Regions from separate parts of the Xenopus laevis genome. Here region 2 is linked to region 1. Evidence: chromatin contacts called from public Hi-C data. All regions are on one chromosome and are shown on one strand. Each heading gives the region's core, a stretch centred on a gene start, on an enhancer-like site or on the middle of the called end of the contact. The rest is flanking DNA. Distances are from core to core; before and after follow the strand shown. Region 1 holds the start of LOC779015 (p24 delta1 putative cargo receptor). Region 2 has its middle 14 kb from the start of cipc.L.

Region 1 (3,891 bases), core at 871-3,370:
TCCGTGCATATGTCTGCATCACTAGCCATCCACAATTTTCAGTTAAAGGAAAACTATACCCCCCAAACAATGTAGGTCTCTATAAAAAGATATTGCATAAACCAGCTCATATGTAAAATCCTGCTTCATGTAAATAAACCATTTTCATAATAATATACTTTTCTAGTAGTATGTGCCATTGGGTAATCAGAAAATTGCCATTTTAAAAAATAAGGGCCGCCCCCTGGGATCGTAGGATTCACTGTACTCACAAACATACCAACAAACCATATATGTTAGGTCACATGAGCCAATTAACAATGCACAAATATGAAGAGCTCTACCTGATCCCTTACACACTTGTTGTAAGTGTAGGGTGCTGATCCGGAAGACCCTTCCCTCGCATAAGGGTCACTGAGTCAATAGCAGAAGAAATTCGGATGCACACCTAAGATTGCAGTGGTGTGCAAAATAGTGATTTATTTGTAGCCCAAAGTATACATCACAAAAGGGCAACGTTTCGGACCCCTCTGGGTCCTTTATCAAGCCTTGATAAAGGACCCAGAGGGGTCCGAAACGTTGCCCCTTTGTGATGTATACTTTGGGCTACAAATAAATCACTATTTTGGACACCACTGCAATCTTAGGTGTGCATCCGAATTTCTTCTGCTAATGAGCCAATTAACAGACAGAGTTGTGTCATTTGCTTCCACACTTCTTCCTGTTACAGTTAGAGCTGTAGTATTTCTGGTCAGGTGATCTCTGAGGCAGCACAGAGAACATAACCAAATGGTGGCTCAAGGCAAGAGATGTAAAAGGGCAATATTTACTTAAATATATATTCCAGTTTGGTAAGATTCTTTAATATGCCACTTAATATGATATGAACTATCTGTTGCTTAAGTGTTCGTTTTGGGGGTATAGTTTTCCTTTAATGCTCCTGTACAAGCCTTATTTCTGTGTTCAGAAATCTAAATTTTTTCTTCATAAACCCAGCCATACTCTACCAGCCAACATACAAATAAATGAAACCCTGACATTCAGCTCCAAGGCAAATAAATGGAGAGCTTGTGATGATACAAAGCATAAGGAACTCTCAGGAATACTTTATGTTCCAGGAGAACAAGAGACTGTTGAGATCATAAGAATGAACAAGCAAAACAAATTGTCAAAATATGACATATACAGGCCTTTAGTTAGAATGTATAGAAAATGGCAAGAAGGAAAGTCTCAGATGGAAGCACTGGGGAAAGGCTTTGTATGCAAACTGGGACAGCAGTTTCAGGAGGGAATCACCAGTCTTCCTGATAGAGGCCAAACTGCAGCCCCCCAGCTGTGCCAGCATATACCCAACTGATACAGGCTGATGTTTGATAATTACAGACACTATACAGTACACTAGGCAAGTATATAGGTCTCCCAGCATTCCTATAAGCACATGCGGTCACGCCCTCAACAGCTGAACACCTGCTTCTTCCCAGGCCGGGGGTATGTGGGGGTTGGAAGGGGACAGGTATTTGTTCTGTGAGCCGTTCTCGCGTGATCGGTCCCTCATTCCGACAAATTTACCGCCTCTTCTGACGCCTCAACCTCAATTCTGAGTATAATTTCTGCCTTTGTACATTATAACAAACAATGCGTTCAGTGTCGACGTCACACCACCCACACGCAGCAATGACATTTAGCCACCCCCTTACAGCGCTCCTCACAAAGAAATCTTCACTTTCCCAGGATACCACTCATAGAGTACCCCCACTTGCAAGGGACATTTGGTCTCCTCCAACAAAGGCTCACGCTATTCTCCGAGGACCCACACCATATGTGGGCAAACTTCCGTGTTGTCACTGCGCTACCAGCATTAGCATCCTCCCTCTACAAGCTCGGAGTGTTGCTGCGGACAAGGAACTTATGGTTACTTTCATTAGGCATCCCCACCCCATCTGTTGTCTCACCTTTAGCCGCACTTGGCCCTGATTGTGGGCCTCAGACAGCTCGTACTCTCCAGTCACAAGCACGTTCTTGTGAATTTCTTCTCGCAAACACTTGCGGCTGTTTGGCGGCAATGAAAAAGAGATGGACCGCACGTAGCCGCAAAAGAGCAGCGCGAGGAGGACGGGGAGCAACCGGGCCATGGAGGCAGGAGACCGGAACTAGTTTGTCGGAAAGGGAGGAGCCAGGACAAGTAATTCGACGTTCTCCAACACCTTGCAGTCATGCTATTTCAGACATCTTACAGCCGGGCGTGAAAGGGAAATACTTCCTGCATGTAGGGTATAGCTCGTGGACATAGCTGATTGGTTGCTTCAGGTGGTAGGATTGCGTAAATCATAGCTGGCGTAAGACATAGACGTATTCAGGAGATACTGAGTAATGGATAAGATACGGTGCATTATTTACAGTTATTAATAATTAAGATTTATTATTATTTTTCTTTACATTGTGTCCGGTATTTTAAGGAAACACTGTTTATGGTGATATGTGAGAACCCTAGCCCCACCCCCTTACTGTGTTCAGCAGGGCGAGAAGTCCAGTGTACCCGATTGCTCCATCTTGTGTATTCCCCAGATCATGGCTATATAATTAACCTTTTAGAAGAAAACCCCTGTATTAACCCACTACATACCCAGTAAACTCAGCATATCTCCTTAGTATGGAAATCAAGGTTACAGTTTTATTAAAAATATAAGAGCCATAAAAAAACAAGCCCCTCAAAATACATCAAAAAGGATGGCTTCCTTTAACATCAGAATACCCCCCAAGATTGCGTACAAGAGGACCGCCCTGTCCTCCTTGGAAAACAGAATATTTTCTTTATAATAATTATGGTAACATATTGATACTTACATAGTTATATTGTGTAACTGTTACTCATAATTTGCAATCCTGATATACACACAGGTGATCCACAGAGCTGCATTCAGAGGCACACAGACTAATGGTCGAATATCGAGGGTTAATTAACCCTCGATATTCGACCATCGAAGTTAAATCCTTCGACTTCGAATATCGATGTCGAAGGATTTAGCACTATTCGTTCGATCGAAGGAATAATCGTTCGATCGAGCGATTAAACCCTTCGAATTGAACGATTGGAATGATTTTAATCCATCGATCGAACGAAATTCCTTCGATCAGAAATTTTCTAGAAAGCCTATGGGGACCTTCCCCATAGGCGAACATTGATGCTCGGTAGGTTTTAGTTGGCGAAGTAGGGGGTCGAAGTTTTTTTTAAAGAGACATAACATCAACTATCGAATAGTTGAACGATTTTTAGTTTGAATCGTTCAATTCGAAGGTCAAAGTAGCCAATTTGATGGTCGAAGTAGTCAAAAAAAACATTCGAAATTCAAAGTATTTTTTCTTCTATTCCTTCACTCGAGCTAAGTAAATGTGCTCCATAGTGTAACATGTTGATGAGCATTTTATTTCAAATGTATTCCATTACCAAATCTATTTCAGGTGTGTAGAGTAGAACATCTTGAATGGTATCTGTTCTCAAGCCTGAATGAGGGGAGAAAGGTATGTTATTCTGGGGGCTGTTTAGAATAATTTTAGAGGATTCTAAAATAAAAGGACTGCTTATCCTTTAAAATTAATTGCAGTCTTCCAACTAGTGGGTGTGCTAATAATGGCCTACACCCTATTATTATGTTTGTGGGGAGAGAGCTTATAGGTACTGGCTGATGCTCAAACTGTGAGAGCACCTTATTAAAAGCTGTAATTTGGTGGGTTTTTTTAGCGCTGCATAGGATTTTCTTATTTTTTGTACTTAATTATTCACAATGCATTATTTGCAGGCCTAAAGAGTTGGAACTAAGCCAAAATGATGTACTTTTTGCCTAGATGGTGTAGTCCTTCACCAATTCCAAATCAAGACCTTCATATAGAAAGACTAATTGTAGAGAATCAAAA
Region 2 (3,891 bases), core at 563-3,062, 260 kb before region 1:
CACTCGACAAAGCAGATTACTGCTGAAGTGAGGTTTTATTTCAGACTTGCTGCCACGACATGTTTCGGGCCCAGAGCGGTGCCCTTTCTCAAGTTTGTGAACAGAACACCAAATGCCTATTTAAGCCCACCCTGCAAAACCCCCACCAAAAACGAATTAGCATAATTAGTCCAATTACTTCAGGTGCTCCTGTATATGGTTGCTGGAGGCCAGAGGAAATCCAGAAAGTTCATGTGATAAATATAGTAACAAAGTAGTTCATATAATATCCATTTAATATCCATTATCTAGGGTATGCACAAATAAGTTAGCGTATGAGGGAGCAACTGTAGCCCCCATTGACGTCCCTTGAGATTGTCAATAAAATACATTTTCAAACATGAAGTAGTTCTTAGTCAATACCATGTTCAAGCAGTCAAGTAGGATTTTTTTGGTTAGATAAATCCGTAGTTAGTAATAAATCTTCTATAGCATACCCTCAGTTTGCGGTATAGAGGTGTAGAGGCTCTGTATGTCTTCCACCATTAAATACATTTTCTGGACGTTAAATTAAGCATTTCAGAGGGCAGAATACACACTGACAGCCAGTGGATAAAAACAATTTGTTGCATGTAAATAGCTTTCACAGCCCAAAAATTAAAAGAGCAATCCCTAAAAGGCAATTCATAAGGACCAAAAGAATCTCCTCTGGACCCAACAAATATGAAGAAGCTAAAAACTCCCTCACTTCTTAGAGAAAGGCTATAAAAAAGAACTTGTTCATAAAGCAACAGCAGAGGTAGATAGCCTTGAATGAGATAGCCTCATAGGGTCATGCCAGGCCACAAAACATTTTAAATAAGTTATATTTAATTTTTTCAATTTCAGTCATTTGCAAATATGTTTCTTCACAACAACATCACTATCTCAAAAATGTCCTTCCTTTAGTTTTTGCAACAAAAAAAAAACAACCAAGAAAGACATTAAAGCCTAATTTAAGGGATCAAAAAACCGCAAAAATATTTTCTTTGAAGTGTATTTTCTGTTTTTATATCTTTCAGTACCACCATATTCTGCCTTAACAAATTCTGTAAGGAAGTGGAATAAAATACAGTACTGTACTAGTACAGTTTAGTTTTCACCAGTAGATGGCAGAAAACCCAAAGGTTTGTTATGTGTGGGATTCCCCGAGGCCAAGGAAGTTTCCAGAGCTACCAGGCCTAAAAAACCCATATAAGGGCTCACATGCACAGGCATTTTATGTGTTTGACGCACTTTGATCACACCTAAACACATTCTTTAATTGATTCCTGGGTTGTGTTTAATTCCATTTGCATTTCATTGTGTTTGATTAGACGCAAGTAGAATAGAGAGTTGCAATGGAACTGATAAAAATGCACTTGCCGGCATTTATAAACGCAAAACATGCTTTTTTTCACATTCAGCATTTGTTTGTGCCTGTGGTTAAGAGTGTTGGGTTTAGGAAAAGGCTTTTTGCCCAAAGTTTTCTCAACCCAGAAAGCTAGCTAGGGAAAGTTAAGACCTTCTAATAGTGCCTCAGTGTTAGAAGGCAGATAGGAAAGATAGTAAGGACAGCTTTGGCTCAAAGGAGGAGGTAGGTTGTGGGGTAAAACCCTGGAGGTTACTGTGCACAGTGTCGGACTGGCCCGGTGGGACACCGGGAAAGAACCCGGTGGGCTTGACCCTCATGGGCCCCCAACAGCCAGACCCCCTCTCCCGATGCTCATTTTTGTTTTATAAAAAAAGGATTTTCTGCGATGCGCAGCACAGTGTGAACATGCGTGCCGAGGGGGCGCCGCACGTCGCATTGCAGTAGGGGGATGGGGGCCCTGGACTGGAGTCTTGGGGGGCCCTGGGCCCTCCAGACCGACCCTGACTGTGCACAAGTTAGGGATATCAGCATTTAGGTGCAGGTTAAGTGGGAACTTAGTGCCACTGCCAGAGAGTGCAGGTGGTGCACATGTGAGTGGAAGTAGAGATAGCAGTTGTCAGATGGCCTGTATAATAACCCCGGCAGCTCTGACATTCAGTATTCAGACCATAACAAGCAGTATTAAGATCACATCAAGGACCTGGGAGTCAAAATAGGTCCTGGCATTTCAGGTGCACAGAGGACCAATCAGCTCCCCACCAGCCCACTAAATAGTGATTGTCTATGGCATCTTACAGCAGCCCCTCTGGGATTTGCCAGAACCTACAAATGGCCAGACAGTGAGTGGAGGTCAGTCACAGACGAACTGCTTAAAGCCCACCAATTTTATTGGGTCTGCAGACTATAGCTCATACCACACAGCTGGCGAAATCCTGGTGAGAACCCTGTAATTTATTAAAAATAAATGTGGATTTGGGCCCAGAAATGCTCACAATCAAGTTTGCTGCACAATATTTGTTGAGGTAATTTCAGTTAAAAGTAATGACGTGCTGTTTGGTCAGGACCAAAAGCAGCTCTGCCAGTAGTATATTGGCACTTTTAGGGCACTTAAATTTGTGGTGTTACTGGCCATGCTTGTCAACCTATCATAAAAAGCTGTATAATAAATGTCCTTATCAAATTAAAAGAGAAGGAAATGTATTATTACTGGGGGTAAGTTGGGTCCCCGGACCCCTGATAGCCCTTGCTGGCACTCCTGTTTGCTGCAAACTGCACTGGTCAGAGATACAACTATAGGAGCACCAGATCACGATCTTCTGCTTTTTTTCTCTTCAGCCCAGGAGTGCAGGGCATGTAGAATGAAAAGCCAGTCTTTTTGCTTTTGAGTTTGCCTTTTCACAGCACCTGTACAACTGGACCAGAATGTAAACGGAAATCCAGAAGAAGAAGATGACTGTGTGGCACTCCGGCAGTAGTACACTGGGTTGGTGCACTTTTCAACAAAAAGGTTCACTGGCCTGGGGTATCAGGTAAGAGATTATAATTCATCAGTTTGGCACCCCCAGTGGCTATCCCTTCTCCTTTAAATATGAAACCCAAATTATGTTTTCATTAAAACTTCCATGCCTGGTATAACCATAAAGGCAGCCTTTCCTGCCTTTATGCCTCAGCCACAGGACTCCTCACATTCCCCTATTCTACTCATTGTGTAGTTTGTGCATGGTCATCATGTCCCCTTTCTGGGGAATACACAAGATTTTAGGCGATGTAAAGCTGAGTTTGTTCACAAAATGGCACCTGTCTCTTTGCTATCATTGTGGATTTCAAAAGAACAAAGGAAACAAGATTTAAATAATTTATATAGAGGGAATTTCAGGCCTGGATTTGTGGGCAGGCCACCAAGATCCAGGCCTAATATGGCAAAAATTTGGAAGCGGCATGCCACCAAGACCCAAGCCTAATATGGCACAAATTTGGAAGCAGCATGCCACCTGCTGGCTGCATCTCGACTGGGAACTGAGCAGAGATTTTGACAACTGTTTGAATCTACTGCTAAGTCCCCAGTGGAAGCAATTGTGCCGGAGGAGAAAAAGCAGCAGCGGCAAGGGAAAGCTGCAAGCATTGGGTGGGCAAGGGAAAGCTGCAAGCATTGGGTGGGCAAGGGAAAGCTGCAAGCATTGGGTGGGCAAGGGAAAGCTGCAAGCATTGGGTGGGCAAGGAAAAGCTGCAAGCATTGGGTGCCCTCACGTAGCATTAACCTAAAAGGACAAATGTGTCTAAAGTTAAGAGAGAGGGTCTTAACTGATTTCACATAAAGCACTCACTTGCCAAATTATTAAGTAAGATTACTAACAGTAATCTGTAATGATGAAAAACAGTATTTTTGCCACAGGCAACATTATAGCTGAGTATCTTCCACCGGCAACCTAAACAATGGTGAAAGGGAATGTTCACTTTAAAATTAACTTTTAGTATGTTGTACATAGCAGCATTTGAAAACAATTTGCTATGTCATTTTT

What was found. A called contact is a pair of places that touch in the nucleus more often than the background predicts.
Region 2: a Hi-C map of the XTC cell line shows a contact between it and region 1, with 4 times the contacts expected there. The contact joins the enhancer-like site here to the promoter of LOC779015 in region 1. A contact is called at or near these places in 2 of 4 Hi-C or Micro-C datasets (the XL177 cell line and the XTC cell line).

The regions. Positions count from the first base shown.
Region 1 is chr8L:73,512,123-73,516,013 of Xenopus_laevis_v10.1, reverse strand. LOC779015 (p24 delta1 putative cargo receptor) reads right to left here and starts at 2,120. Exons shown (of 5, transcript NM_001096701.1): 1 at 1,932-2,120. The coding sequence starts at 2,111. It overlaps LOC121396841 (a long non-coding RNA gene), which reads left to right and starts at 3,253. Exons shown (of 2, transcript XR_005963171.1): 1 at 3,253-3,498; 2 at 3,777-3,891.
Region 2 is chr8L:73,773,257-73,777,147 of Xenopus_laevis_v10.1, reverse strand. No RefSeq gene overlaps it. Among protein-coding and RNA genes, the nearest start is that of cipc.L, 14 kb to the left of the region's middle. Within about 2 kb of position 1,812, at least 1 of the 7 cell types and tissues checked has an H3K27ac peak or open chromatin away from gene starts, as enhancers often do.